2 separate regions of the Hordeum vulgare genome follow, and region 2 is linked to region 1. A link is a contact called in public Hi-C data. All regions are on one chromosome and are shown on one strand. Each heading gives the region's core, a stretch centred on a gene start, on an enhancer-like site or on the middle of the called end of the contact. The rest is flanking DNA. Distances are from core to core; before and after follow the strand shown.

What was found. A called contact is a pair of places that touch in the nucleus more often than the background predicts.
Region 2: a contact with region 1 is called in a Hi-C map of leaf, with 5 times the contacts expected there. The contact joins two enhancer-like sites. A contact is called at or near these places in 2 of 6 Hi-C or Micro-C datasets (leaf and seedling).

What each region holds. Positions count from the first base shown.
Region 1 is chr2H:588,250,908-588,253,607 of MorexV3_pseudomolecules_assembly, forward strand. No RefSeq gene overlaps it. Among protein-coding and RNA genes, the nearest start is that of LOC123427487, 31 kb to the left of the region's middle. Within about 2 kb of position 1,259, at least 2 of the 3 cell types and tissues checked have open chromatin away from gene starts, as enhancers often do. A contact at or near this core is called in leaf and seedling, where this site is marked.
Region 2 is chr2H:588,632,321-588,635,020 of MorexV3_pseudomolecules_assembly, forward strand. LOC123427489 (protein CHROMATIN REMODELING 19) reads right to left here. Exons shown (of 13, transcript XM_045111553.1): 13 at 2,268-2,582. Among protein-coding and RNA genes, the nearest start is that of LOC123427489, 9.6 kb to the right of the region's middle. Within about 2 kb of position 1,436, at least 3 of the 3 cell types and tissues checked have open chromatin away from gene starts, as enhancers often do. A contact at or near this core is called in leaf and seedling, where this site is marked.

The DNA.
Region 1 (2,700 bases), core at 9-2,508:
TTTGAGTCGCTTATTTTGGGACGGAGGGAGTATAAAATAGTGATATAAACATTCTCATATTTCTTTATAAAATACCGTCCAAAATAAGTGACGCAAATTTTATACTAAGTTAATGCAAATTTTATACTAAAACAACGACACTTATTTTAAGACGGAGGAAGTATTAGATAAACTGAATACCCACACCTAAGATAACACCCACTAGGGAGGAGGGCCGATTCACATGTCGGTAATTTTTTCCTTGGCTGCCTGCTCTAATTTGAGATTGGAGCGCGACGTGGCTACAACCAACGATCTAGGTGCGGAAGAGGGAAGATGACGCAAAAGACCGGGATGATGATTATCAAATGTACCCGAGGTAGATCAGACATGCTCGAAAAAATGGTGTCATGGTTCGAGTTCACTACGAACAGTTTAGCGATGCAAACAAATAGCCACATTTGGTAGTTATTTCCATGATGGGAATACCTTTGTACTATTGTAATTTCACAATATAATGTATAGTAGTTCTGTCCCTCATCATTTTTTGTGAAATTTAACCAAATTTATAGAGAAATATCACGTATGCAAAACCAAATATGACTCAGGACAAAGTTTGACCAAGCTTGGTGTCGTTGATGTTGATATTTATTTTCATTAACTTGCTCAAACTATGTAGATTGTAGAAAAATAATAATACGCACTGTATTTTATGTAGAGGAAGTACCGACAAAACTAGGAGGTTACAATGATCTTTTTTGTTGCAGGATTATCAATAAACAACTAGGAGGTTATAGTTTGCAACCCTATGATTCACATCAAACAAGTCATCTAGAAAGAAATTAGTAAGGACTCGGACATGTGATAAATCCTTCAAACGAATCGAGGAAACCCTAGCAAGAACAGTATTACTTTTGTTAACCTAATCAATACCTAACCTAGGAAAACAGTTGTAGCTTTGAGAATCTTTATCGTTGGCGTGTCCTCTGTTGGCAACATGGAACATCAAGCACACGTAGACAAAATTAAAGGCTGATGGCGAGTGACCGGGCTCATCACACATCACAGCCACCCCCCGTCCACTGCAGAGCCTCCCTTTCCTCCCAAGAATAATTGGAAAATCGCAGCAACTTTTATGGGCGACCTTGAGCTTTCACGGTAGCCCGTCCCTGTCGCCGCCGGCGTCACCGTCGTCAACACGACGACGCAGTACGGAGGGGCCTCCACACAATAATCAAAGCGAGCGAGCGAGCGACGAGTAACCACCAGAGGGCAAAGGCCGCCCGCAGGGCGATGACGGGGAAACGCCGAAGCTTTTTCTGATGTACGGCCGGCCGTGTGGAACAGAATGATAGCGCAGTAGCGAATCTTGCATTTCAACTTGAACATTCCTTTGCTGACAGGCGCATTGCACCAACCACCAAACTCTTGCTTTGTCCTTCACCACATGGGAATTTACATCAATTTCTCATACCGACACGTCGTGTGAAGGCGTATGTCACGCCAACTCGGTTCCGGTCACAAGCTATATCTACTCCTTCTGTGGATAGGTTTTTAGACGGAGTGATGGTTTTCATTGTGCAACTTTAATCATTATTGTTCACATAAGTATGCTAATATTTTTTCTTAAGTTCGTGATGTTATGAAATGTTTTCGTGTAGATGTTTCGCACAACAAAGCTATGGAAAGTTTGATATAATGCGAGTCAAAGTTAGGGAAGCTTGAGTGTACATGAGCCGAAAAGTACCCCCAAAACTTGCATCTTTTGTGTAATTCTGGTTCACATGTTTCACATAAACAAGCATGTCGACGACACGCCATGAGCCATGCTCGATGCCACATCTGGAACTCCGCATCACCGCTGGGAGAAAATTACATCTACAGTAACTGAGCTTGGTTCTAGACTTCACTCTCGTCACTGTATTAATGGAAACGCAATTTATGGTCACCGGACTCGCTGAACTCGGTCCCTGTACGGTAAACCATATCGTGTCGGCTCGTATCACTTTCAGGTGGACGAATTTGACCAAAAGAACGTTTTGGCTCGTGGTGCTGGACATGACACGTCGAGGGTTTCTTGTGACCCGATTCCCCTCTCGTTCCTCTTGTCCGCCACCGACCCCCCTCTCGTTCCCCTCGTCCGCCGCCGAAATCGCTCGAATCCTCTACTCCATCATACTACTCCCCTCGTACACAGCCGATTCCCCTTTGATCCCCTGCTCTATGTCCGGCGTGGCTAGCTCATCGGGGGCCGCTGCTGGGGGCTCCCTTTGATCCAGTGCCCTGATTGCAAGATCCGAAAGATCAGGCGGTTTGAGTCCACTACTGAAAACCATCCTGGGTGTATCTTGTATAAGTGTATGAATCATCAGGTTAGAGCATCTCTAATAGACGGTCCAAATGTAAAAATAACTAACTTTTGGACCGTCTGGGGCAAAAAAGATGCTCCAACAAACGGTCCATATGTAAAGAAATTTGGACCGCGGCCTCCCGGTGATGTAAAACTGAAAACTTTGTGATGCAAATTTACATCACGAGATGCAACTGATGTAAAACCGTGTCCGCTTGCCAAACGCCCAACCGCCACTTCATTTCCGTTTCGCCTCGCGACCGCCGCCCGCTCCCGCCCGCCGCCGCCCCGCCGCAGCTCCCTGCTCGGCCGCCACCCTGCCACAGCTCTCCGACGCCGCCCCGCCGTGTTGGAAATATGCCCTAGAGGCA
Region 2 (2,700 bases), core at 186-2,685, 380 kb after region 1:
GGTTGTGGCCTCTCTCGTGCTTGGGCCGCCCAATTCACCCTCCCCTTCAGCGAGCATTCCCTTCCCGCTCGCAGAAAGTGAGAAATAGGGGTGCCCTTTGTGATTAGGGTTTCTGAACCCGCCTCAGAAGAAACAAACAACAAAAATAGTTGTCTAGAAAGAAAGGAACAAAAAAAACTTGAACCAAAACTGAAATTTCTGGTGACGACGCAATCTATCGCCATCCTTGTAATCCAGAAGTCAATCCAGTACTCCCTCCGTCTCGGTGCATTAGGCATATTAGAAGGTGCACTGCAACCTAGGCACGTTGAGATTGGGTAGGAGAAGAAATTAAATTGTAGAGGAAGCCAATCACATTATTCCTTTCTCAATTAAAAACATGCTATTAATTAAAAGACCTCTTCAAATCCAAAAAACATGACGCATAAATTGGATGCATTAGTCCTTCAATTAATAGATGTGGTCTAATTAATATGCATGCAATTAGTACTACTCTAATGTGCCTTAGTGTTTTGAAATTGTTTATTTTTCATAAGATGCCTATTGCACCGAGACGGAGGGAGTATAATCTGACATTTCACACCCGCGATAATTTCGGAGGTTGAAAGTGAAGTATTGACACGTGCACTAGTGTCTCTGTCCCGAGTCCGGGCCTGCCAAGAACATCTGTGTGCTCCCTGTGCCGTCAACCGTCCCAATCAATCGGGTATACTTTCCACCAGTTCCCTCGCCTGCAGGGTAGACGCGCGCATAGAAACGAGCGAGCATTTCTAAGATGCGATCGATTGGGAGAGGAGAATTTTCTCCCCATGGTCCTAGCTACTACAGTAGTACTGCACTAGTTTAGCCTCCTACGCGACGGAGCCAGCGGAGGTAAATTTGTTGCTCAATTTCCAAAGGCTACGTGTTTAGCCTCTCGTACGTAGGTAGGTGCTGTAACAGAGACAAACCACCGCATTCAAGCCGCGGTAGGATCAGGGAAAAGATGAAACCCGACAACGAGAGGAATGTCGAAGACTATATCTAGTAGTGTAGTGTAGTAGCTCGTACTCTGTTCTCCGGCAATGTAGTCCAAGGCTGCATTAATTGGTGCTTACTCTCTGCGTTGACGAGATCCTGTCAGCGGGGAATTTCTCTCTTTGGGATTTGATTTGAAAGCGGAAGTACGGGCGCAAAGGTTGAAGATTTCTGTCGACAACAGCGACGTGCATGGACTGGACTGCTGGAGACATATGCATCGACCATTTTCATATCGAAACTCGTCAGGATGGTGCAACAAACTGAAAAAGAAAATATCCCCAAGGTCTCGTCTCTGCACTGTTTTATTAACTGGTTCATGCAGCTGCTACGAGACGGCGTCTAATCATACCGTCCTCCAACGTGCAAAACCGATTTAGTGAAGAATCACGTAAGCACGAGAACCATGCTGCTGCAAGCAAATGCATGATAGATGTTGTCACCGACGAGAGAGACCAGAGGTCAGATCCGGTCCAGAAGACAGGCGTGTATCATGGCTTTCACCGGCGCATCCGTACGTATGTGGGTATGACGCCGACGTCGCCAACGCGAGATCGATAAAGACGCCGGGACAAAGGAGAAGAGGGTTCACGGGACGGCTCCAACTCTCCGTGCCACCCGGCCCTCCCACGCGCGCCCTCCGCGACGGCGGCCCCCACGCCCACGCAAAGATTCCCCTCTCGGTGTGAGTGACATGGCAACATGGGCGCGACAAGGAGAGGGGCCGGGGCATTTCGCTTCTCAAACCCCGGTCCCGGGGGACTGGCCGAGATGCAACTCGCAAGTTCCCAGAAAGGTTTATAGAAAGTTAAATCTTCAATGCATATCCATACAAATTCGAAAGAAAAAAAAAAGTATGTTCCGTACATTGATCCCATTTTGAGCACATCACAGTTGACAGTGCGACGTACCTGGCACTTCGAATGGAATCTGTAGCAGAAACGCCGTGGCGACAACGTCCTACCGAGCTCGCGACGTTGTGATATCAGGTTGAATCTTTCCCGTTCAGTTTTCCAAGAAAACAGGAGTGTTTAGGTTTTTTTTTTTTTTTTGAGAAACCAGGAGCTTTTAGTTTGGCTCGTTTGAACGGTCCCGTCGCCTTTCCGGTCTGATGTATCCCGACAACACCAGTACGCGAGTGCACCACGGCGCATGGCCGCTTCCCCGGTGTCGCTTACACCAGCGTCGCCAGAAGCGTACACAGGCCGGCCGGCTCCAAGACATCCGGACGGCGGCGATGAGAGAGAGGGTTAAAAGGCGCGCAGGGAGGGCAACAAATGGCCCAGGACCGAGCCCACGGGACGGACAGCAAAATCAAATCCACCCACGAGAAGTCATTCCCATGGTCGTCCGGAGACAAATCCCTCCGCCCCAGATGATTCCATCAGATCATTCATGTGCGTGCAGTGCAGCTAAACAGCAACTTCTGAGCCGGTCCGCGATGCAGCCTTTCTCTTTGATTACCCACATCATGGAGCTGGCGCCAGGCCAGGCTTGCCAGAACAAGTACGCCGTGCGGCCCGACGGTTTGGCATCGGCAGCGGCGCTTGCGGCTTGTGCTGTATCTGAACAGAACCATGCTTGAGATTATTCTTACAATCATGCGCAAAGCAAATTCAAGGTGAAGTCCAAAGGATCAAACTAGGCAAAACCAGATCGCTAATCACCCATCCTTCTTGTTAT